2 separate regions of the Mus musculus genome follow, and region 2 is linked to region 1. The links are chromatin contacts, called in public promoter capture Hi-C maps. All regions are on one chromosome and are shown on one strand. The core of a region is the stretch at or near the end of the contact, and the rest is flanking DNA. Distances in the headings are between cores, read along the strand shown.

Evidence for each region. Promoter capture Hi-C pulls out the DNA fragments that hold promoters and counts their contacts.
Region 2: a promoter capture Hi-C map of hippocampal neurons shows a contact between it and region 1, with 3 times the contacts expected there. The contact joins the enhancer-like site here to the promoter of Nkd1 in region 1. A contact is called at or near these places in 5 of 39 promoter capture datasets (cranial neural crest, embryonic stem cells, hippocampal neurons and 1 more), 1 of 484 Hi-C or Micro-C datasets (stem cell-derived neural stem cells) and 2 of 115 datasets of contacts at active chromatin or transcription factors (embryonic stem cells and microglia).

What each region holds. Positions count from the first base shown.
Region 1 is chr8:88,519,046-88,522,955 of GRCm38.p6, forward strand. Nkd1 (naked cuticle 1) reads left to right here and starts at 2,299. Exons shown (of 10, transcript NM_027280.3): 1 at 2,299-2,486; 2 at 2,602-2,634; 3 at 3,242-3,375. The coding sequence starts at 2,462. It overlaps Gm35162 (predicted gene, 35162), which reads right to left and starts at 2,076. Exons shown (of 2, transcript NR_168470.1): 1 at 1,925-2,076; 2 at 526-753. Gm35076 (a long non-coding RNA gene) reads left to right here. Exons shown (of 5, transcript XR_879058.3): 5 at 77-500.
Region 2 is chr8:89,785,686-89,789,595 of GRCm38.p6, forward strand. No RefSeq gene overlaps it. Among named protein-coding and RNA genes, the nearest start is that of Gm24212, 120 kb to the left of the region's middle. Within about 2 kb of position 1,961, at least 19 of the 459 cell types and tissues checked have an H3K27ac peak or open chromatin away from gene starts, as enhancers often do. A contact at or near this core is called in hippocampal neurons, where this site is marked.

The sequences.
Region 1 (3,910 bases), core at 1,049-3,548:
TGGTACTGTTCCACTTGTTCACTGAAGTGCTAGAACAATGCCTACCACACAGCTGGCACTTATTCTTTCTTTCCAGATGTTATGCTTGGAATGTGCTGGAAACCTGGGGTAGTGAAATGCACGTCAGCAAAGCAACTTGGTTCTCAACTAGATCATGAATCAGCTGCATGATGGGTAACTCCTTGGGCAGGTAACCCTACTTCTCTGAGGCTACCTAGCAGGATCTGTCCTTTCTACAAGTACAAAAGCCTTCATTGAGGGCACAGAAATCCAACAGGCACTAAAGATGTGGCATACACAGCTGACAACAGTCCAAGTGTGGTGGCTCACACCTACAATCCCAGTCTGCAGGGAGGCTAAAGCACTAACATCGCTTCGATTCCAAGATCAGCCTGGCCTACGTGGTGAGTTCCAGGCTAACCTGGTAGAAGGTCCTTGACTCAAAACAAACAAAGAAACAGTATTATTTTGCTGTTTTGTGAGGTCCCAGCCATACTTGGATAAAGGCATGCCACATGAGATTTAGGGGTGTGCTTAGATTAGCTTTTATTTCCTCCAGACAGGGTATATAAGCAAGAAGAGGGATGAAGAATTTCAGAGGGTCACACAGCTCCGGGTTCCCTTGTCCTCTGAGACAAGGAGGTGCTCAGAGTCGTACTTCACAGCACAGCAGCCACCAGCCACATGCCAAGGTCTCTTGCAGTGTGGCTCTTCTGTTTGAGATGTGTTTCAAGTGTAATATGCACACCAGACCTTAAAGACAGTGGAAAACAAAGAACGTGACATCTTACTAAGTATTGATGTGATTTTTGCTATCTTGAGTCAAACCAACTTTGCCCTTTACTTTTAATGTGAAACTTACTTTTTTTTTTTTTTTTTTTGGTGGAGGTGTGTGTGTAGGGGATAATTTTGTAGCAGGTTGGCCATTCCTTTCACCATGTGGTCTCTGGGGATGGAACTCAGATCCTCAGGCTTGGTGGCAAGCAACTTTAGCAGCTGAGCCATCTGGATGACACACCTGTTTAACTTTTTAAAAATTGTAGCGCCTAGGGCTCAGGACATAGCTCAATCACAGTGTTTGCTTGCCTAGCACCGGCTTGTCAAAGCAGTGCTCTGGGATTGACTCCCAGATCCCTTCCCACAAAGTGCTTACTTGTAAGTCTAAAAACGACCAACCACTGTAGGTCACCTGTTTATATTGAGTATCGCAGCACAGGGGAGCAGGTTTTAAAAAAATGAGGAGAACTAAGTCTCCATTGTACAGATCATAAAACTGAGGCTGAAGCAGTGAGTCTAGCTCTAAGAGCAGAACTGGTTCTTTCCCATGCCCAGGCTCAGATACCAGGATAAGCTTAGCGCGGGGACAGCAGAGAACGTCCTTCTAAGGACCACAAAGGTATATAGTGGAAGCCTTTAAGTCGCCTTCCCCTTTGCAGAGACCTCCCCAGACAAAACAAACAGGCCCTTGGGGTCTGCAGAACTGCAGGGGGGAAGGGGGAAACGGAAACTAAGAAAGATCAAAGATCCGGCGGTTCACCGCTCCTGGCCTCATAGCTTGGCAGCTCGCCCCGATCCCAGTTGGGCACTCAGGAGCCCATGGGCGAAGAAGAGTTGCGAGTGACAAGGGGACAGCTCGGGGTTCCTGTACACTTGTTGTTAACAGGAGTGGGCCTGAACTCCCTCTAGCCAGCAAGGTGTCCAGTTGATTTCTACTGGACTCCCAAATGGGAAAAAAAAAAAAAAAAGAAAAACCCAAAAAACAAAATCAAACAAACCCAAAACCCAGAGTAGTCAAAGAAAAGGGCAGGCAGCTGAAAACAGGGATTGAGCACTGTAAGTCTGGGAAGGGACAGCACCATGGGAGAGCAGTAGACACGTATGCTAGGGCATCTGAGGTCGCCAGTTATAACCTCAGTTTCCCCACCTGTGAACTCGAGCCATCCAGTCCCACTCTGGCAGCTTCGAGGAAATGCAGAGAAGAGGGAAGTCTCAGTGTCACCAGCGAGGGCAGCGCTGTTCCACCACCCAGCGGCCAAAGCCTCCGCCCGGTCCCGACTCAGGCCCCGAGGTTCGCACGGGGGGCTTGGGGCCCAGCACACCCAAAGCCCCTCCCCATCGAGGCTCCACCCCTCCCCGCCCACAGGCCACGCCCTCTGTGGTCCCGCCCATCGGCCAGCCCCTACCCGCAGGCCCCGCCTCTACCCGCCCCGCCGCGTCCGCCTCGCCTTTGATGGGCCGCTGCCGGCCAATGGGCGCTCAGGGAGGCGCGGGGCCGCGGCGGCGGGCAGGGGGCTCGGCGCGCCCGGGCGTCAGTCCGGCCGCGGCGACGGCGGCAGGAGCGCGTCCCGGCGCCGCCTAAGGCTGCGCTCGGCGCGCGGACTGTGAGGAGGAGGCGAGCGAGGCTGGCGCGGGGTCGGCGGCCGGACGCATGGCTTAGGACGCTCCGCCGCCGCGCCCCAGCATGGGGAAACTTCACTCGAAGCCGGGTCAGTGTCCTCGCCTGCGCGCCGGCCGCGGCCCCGCGTCCTCTCGCCGGTGCTAACTCTCCCTCTCCTTTCTTTCCGGCTCCCGCCGCCGCCGCCGCGCGCGATGTGCCCGCAGCCGCCGTGTGCAAGCGCAGGGAGAGCCCGGAAGGTAGGCGTGCGGGCCACCAGCCCGGGGGGCGCGAGGGAGGCGGCGCGGACCGCCCTGCCGCTGGATCTCATTACCAGGGTTGCCTCAGCCCCCAGCCCCGCCCCGGGAGCGCTCTTTGGGGCCCCTCTGTCCCTCCTACCCGTTCCCCACAGCCCGGTGCTCCCACTGCTGACCCTAACCCCCTCCACTTTGGCGGCGGCGTCTTCCCTTCAGCTCCCCAAGATCTTGCGCCTTCCTCTAGTCGCCAGCCCCTACTCCGGAGAACTTGGTCTCTGGTCTCACTGCACCCTCTCTGCTGACCCTCATCTCTCTCCTTCGCAATCCCTGCCTCCCGCGCTCCTTCCTCTCTGATCCCCGAACTCCTTCAGTCAGGGTATATTGCCTCCTCCCTTTCACCCTCTGAATCCTCCTAGCACTTAGGATCTCGCCGAGCCCCCTTCCTTGGCTATTTCGCTCTTTTGGATTCTGCTCCGTCTGGTGCTTGACCCTCTTGCCAAGTCTTTACTCTCCGGGCTGTGCCGCCTTGTCTCCTTCCCTTCACTCTCTGGTAACTTTTTGCCAGCCGGGGGGGCCCAGACTCAATGTCTTCGTGTTCTTCCCGCCTCAGGTGACAGCTTTGCTGTAAGCGCTGCTTGGGCAAGGAAAGGCATCGAGGAGTGGATCGGGAGGCAGCGCTGTCCAGGCAGCGTCTCAGGACCCCGTCAGCTGAGATTGGCAGGCACTGTTGGTCGAGGCACTCGGGTATGGCCCCCCACTCCGTTCCATCCTTTCACCCCTTTTAGCCTTGGGGAGAGTCTGAGGATCTCCCCCTACTCCAACTTTTAGCATCCCGCTTGCACATTGTTCTAAGTCCAAAAATCCCTTCTCAGCCACTGTGTGCCCCACTAGCCCTACTTGTGCCCTATGCTTTGGAGGACCCTTGTCGATCAAGTGGGCACCAGTCTCCTGCCCAGCTGGGCACAGAGGGTTGCTTGGGGAGGAAGTGCCAGGGAGGCGATGATACAGGTCCAGTGGGGTGGGGAAACTATGCTGTGTTTCTGTGTGTGTGTCGGGGGCTGGGGGGGCTCCTCTACTTTGCTTTTGTGGCCAGCTTTTCCACAGGGAGGGGTTAAGACTAAAGGCAGACAGGAGTGTCTGGGTAGAGGGCAGGGCTCTGCTGGCCCAGGATCTGTGGCTACCTCCAACTGTGTCTGTGGCATTCATCAGTGCCATCTGCCATCTGAGTGTAGAGTTTGGAGGCACTGAGACCTGGCTGCCCCCTTAGTGTGGCCCTGAG
Region 2 (3,910 bases), core at 711-3,210, 1.3 Mb after region 1:
CTTTAGTTGCATTAAGGAAAAGTTATTGAGTACACAGCAGCACAGAGGTGTGAAGTGTGATGATGGCTTGCGGGTGACATGCAGACTCATCCATCACATGCTGAGATGGAAGCTGGTAAGGTTTAATTGTGAAGTTTCTCCCTGAAGGCTCCTGTGTTAAAGGCTTGTGCGCTGGTGAGCCATCACGGAGAGGCAACTGGCTTGTGGAGCTTCTGACGTCTTCAGAGAAAGCCGATCGGCACTAGCCATCGAGCTTTGATGTCTTTGAAGGCCATCTTGCCCCTGATCCCTTCCTGTTCCTCTCTGCTCCCTGGCTGTTCAGAGTTCAGCAGTCTCCTTATCTGACACCCAGCCATTTTCACAGTGTCTCCCTCGCCTCAGACCAAAAGCAATGGAACAGATAGTCTGAAACCTCTGTCCTCATGAGCCAAAGATCAGGAACCCACAGTTACCAAGTAGCAAAGGCAACCAGATCCCGGCATCTATAATTTACAAACCAATACTCTATTAATTATGGTGAGGGTGTAGGGTGGCATTTGCTTCGTTTTATCTGTGTTCTTGGTGGGTTCAGGGTGCCACGGCTCATGAGTGGAGGTGAGAGGACAATGTTTGTGAGTCAGTTCTCTTCTCCCACTAGCATAGGTCCTGGCACTCAACCTCAGGTTGAAAAGCTTGGCAGCAAGACCCTCTACCCACTGAGCCATCTTGTCAGCCCCTGTCCCAGTACAGTGTTAAGAACTAAAAATTATGAATATGATTATTGTTACTGTTGCTATAGCAAGCACTCTGGGATACACTTTTATAATAATTTGCAATGCCATCAGCAAGGAGCCAATAACTGAGATCCCATCACGGACTTTATGGAGTCATTATTGTTTACAGGTTAACTAGACCAGACCTAAATGGCTCGCTCCAGTCTGAACGGTCATTGTCTGGATTCTTATACTCTCCACACTTTGCTGTGTACAGTGGAGAAAGCTCATGCATGCTACTTCAAAGTCATGGCCAGAAAGTGATGAAAACAGTTGGTAGGGGTTACACCCAGGGCCATATGTAGATATAGGTGCAGAACAGACTTCAGCGAATAATTGATAACCTTTGCCACAACTGCACCAAACCAAGAGTGGTGCCAAGTTCCAACAGGTAAAACAGTCTCTTATGGGGCTGCACTGAGTGAAGCTGGGGGTAGGGGACTGCTGAACCCCAAGATAAATGTGACATCATTAATTAAAATATTTTTTCTATTTCTTGGAGGAAAAAAAATGCTTTCATAGTGCACTGATACAAATCTGAATGCCTGTCTTGGTTTTGACCAACAAGCGTAGGCAGAAACAGTGGGTGACATTGCCAAGCAAGAGCTTTGAAAGCTATGGTCCACCAGTATTTCCTTTTCTTGCCAAAGGACCCAGCATGTTCCAGACAAGAGCCTCTTGTTCGGCAGATTCCAAAATGAAGAAGCTGTAGAGCAAAAACAAAGCCGTTCCAGGACAGCTATGTCATATGAGCAGGAAAAAAAAAACATTTTTGCTGTTCAGTAAGCCGGAAAGAACTTGGCTCACTTGTTAGAGCACAGCTCAGCCTGAACTGACCAGTCTGTCTGTCTGTCTGTCTGTCTCAAGTGCCCTCTCACCTCACTAGGTGAGGGCTTCCACCCCTCCTTAAAACTCACAGAGTGTGACAAACCCTGAATTTGGAAACCGAATCAGTGATGAGATACTTTCAAGTCCTGGTGCTCTGCACTTCTTGTTGACCTTTGACTCGACAAGCCTTACATCCTGCTGAGTACAAATTTGTGTTAGTGGTGGGTGTGTACGCGCTTTCTTTCAGTTCCAGGGACTTAGCCAGCTTCACCACCAAGCCTCCTGAAAATTCTTCTCATAATCTTCTGTGAGTGGAATATTCTAATCAAGTGCTCTTCCGCAAGCCGCTCCTCCTCCCTCGCCCCTAATGATTTCCTTTCCCCTCCCGATCATCTGGACGCCATATTTGAAGGCAGCGCGCATGCTCCTTTCTCTTGGCAAGCTTCAGACTTGAATCTCAATGAACACACCTACGCTTAGGATGCTAAGCCCTTCCGTGTTGCTTGCCTTGGGCTTAGTGGCTTTGCTTCCCCCACCCCCCAGCTGCCAGACGTTGCCTGGCTCACAGTAAGTGTTCAAAACATGCTCATTAAGGAAATGAACAAATGTAATGTTTGCCAATTAATCACAGAAGGAACACAAGCAGGCTCTCCTGTCAGGTGTATCTTAAAATGTAAGCCTCCTGTGGATTGACGACTAGAGTCTGGGAAAGATGACTTTTTTTTTCTTCTTCCTAAAAAAGATTATCTTTCTTGCTATCCTGAGCCTTCAGAAACTTCATTTTTGATCAGTAGTATAACGATACACAATGTGATAAAGTTGCTATGTTGTGTTTCCTCGTGGTTAACCTTGACCTTCCAATCATCCTTGGTAGATGTGTTTAAGGTTTTTTTTTTTTTTTTCTTCCTAGGAAGAGAAAGTATGCTGAGCCATTGACAATGGCTGTTAAGTTGCTGTTAAGTCTGAGGGTTTGTTCCCTCCCTACAGGCAAATGCAATCACACACATGCATTTGCTGCTTTTTAAAAATCTGTTTAGATCCTCAGTGCCTACAATCTCTGCTTTATTATTAATAAAACACCGCTAGGAACTTTCTTCTAGAAGCGCATATGCCATTATGCTAAGGAGCTTTAGATCAGCACTAGCCAGAGGAGGTCAACGCTCCCGTTCTCCCGTTTCCAAGGAAGGAGACAACTCATGACTTACAGATGATGCTTCGGGCTGGCTCCATGCCATTTTCCATGCCCTCCATGGCGAGTACCACAGCAAACGGTCTGTGAGAAGCAGGTCAGCTTCCCCTGTGAACCTGGAGCAGAACGGTTCTCTTCTCACTAAGGAATCTCTTCTCTCTACCTGGGGACTGGAAAGACAGTACCGCTGTCAGAAAAGCAGTTTCTCTGGAAGAGACATGCTGCCTCCTAGAAGTTAGCAGTACATAGAGCTGACACCTTTCTTCTCACTCACAACAGCTGGCTTCTGACAAATGGCCTCGGGCTGGAGGTGGGATGGGGAGGGATGGGACCAGCTTACAGAGAAACAGTTGTCTCTCACGTTTTCTGGATCAGGGTCACACTGTGTGGAGCTTGGGTCTCAAGCGTCCCTCCTTTGAAGGTGAGAGGTTGGACATGTGCTCTCTGAGCTGTGACCATGGGCCTTTCAAAGCTTGCTCTAGAAACTGCTTCAGTTCCACCCTGAAGCCCCCACTCCAGGATTCAGGCCTTTAGAAATCGGGTGCTCAGTGTGGGATGCGTGTCAGGGCTGCCTTGCCTACTGGAGGCCTGCCCTCAACATCTGTGGAAGGTTGGCATCTGCCAGCTGCTGACAGATAAATGTATCAGTGGGAGAAAACATGACTTAAATTCTGAATCTGCCATTTATTAAATGTGATAACTTCATGCAGAGCTCAGTCCACAGTAGTTAGCTATTTGATGAAACACAAATGTAAGTACTCCTGTGAAGACACTTTTGTAGTTGTGGCAATGGGTTGTCATTTAATTTTACTCAATGGAGGTTCCCCTTCATAAGCTAAGAGGGTCTCTGATCTGATCAGTCAAAGACCTAAGAGGAAAGCACATTCCATCAGAAAAGAAGAAAATATGCTCAAAGATGGCAGGTTTAACTTCTGTCTGTCATCTTGCCCTATAAATTTCCAAATTATCAGTTCTTGTAAATCTCAATGACCAATCTTGACAGTAATCCACTTAATATTGTGTGTGTTCATACAAACAAAGATATAATTCTGCAGAACTACCGTCTTAGCCACTGTTCTACTGCTATGGAGAAACACCATGAGCAAGGCAACTTATAAAAGAAAACATTTAATTAATTAGA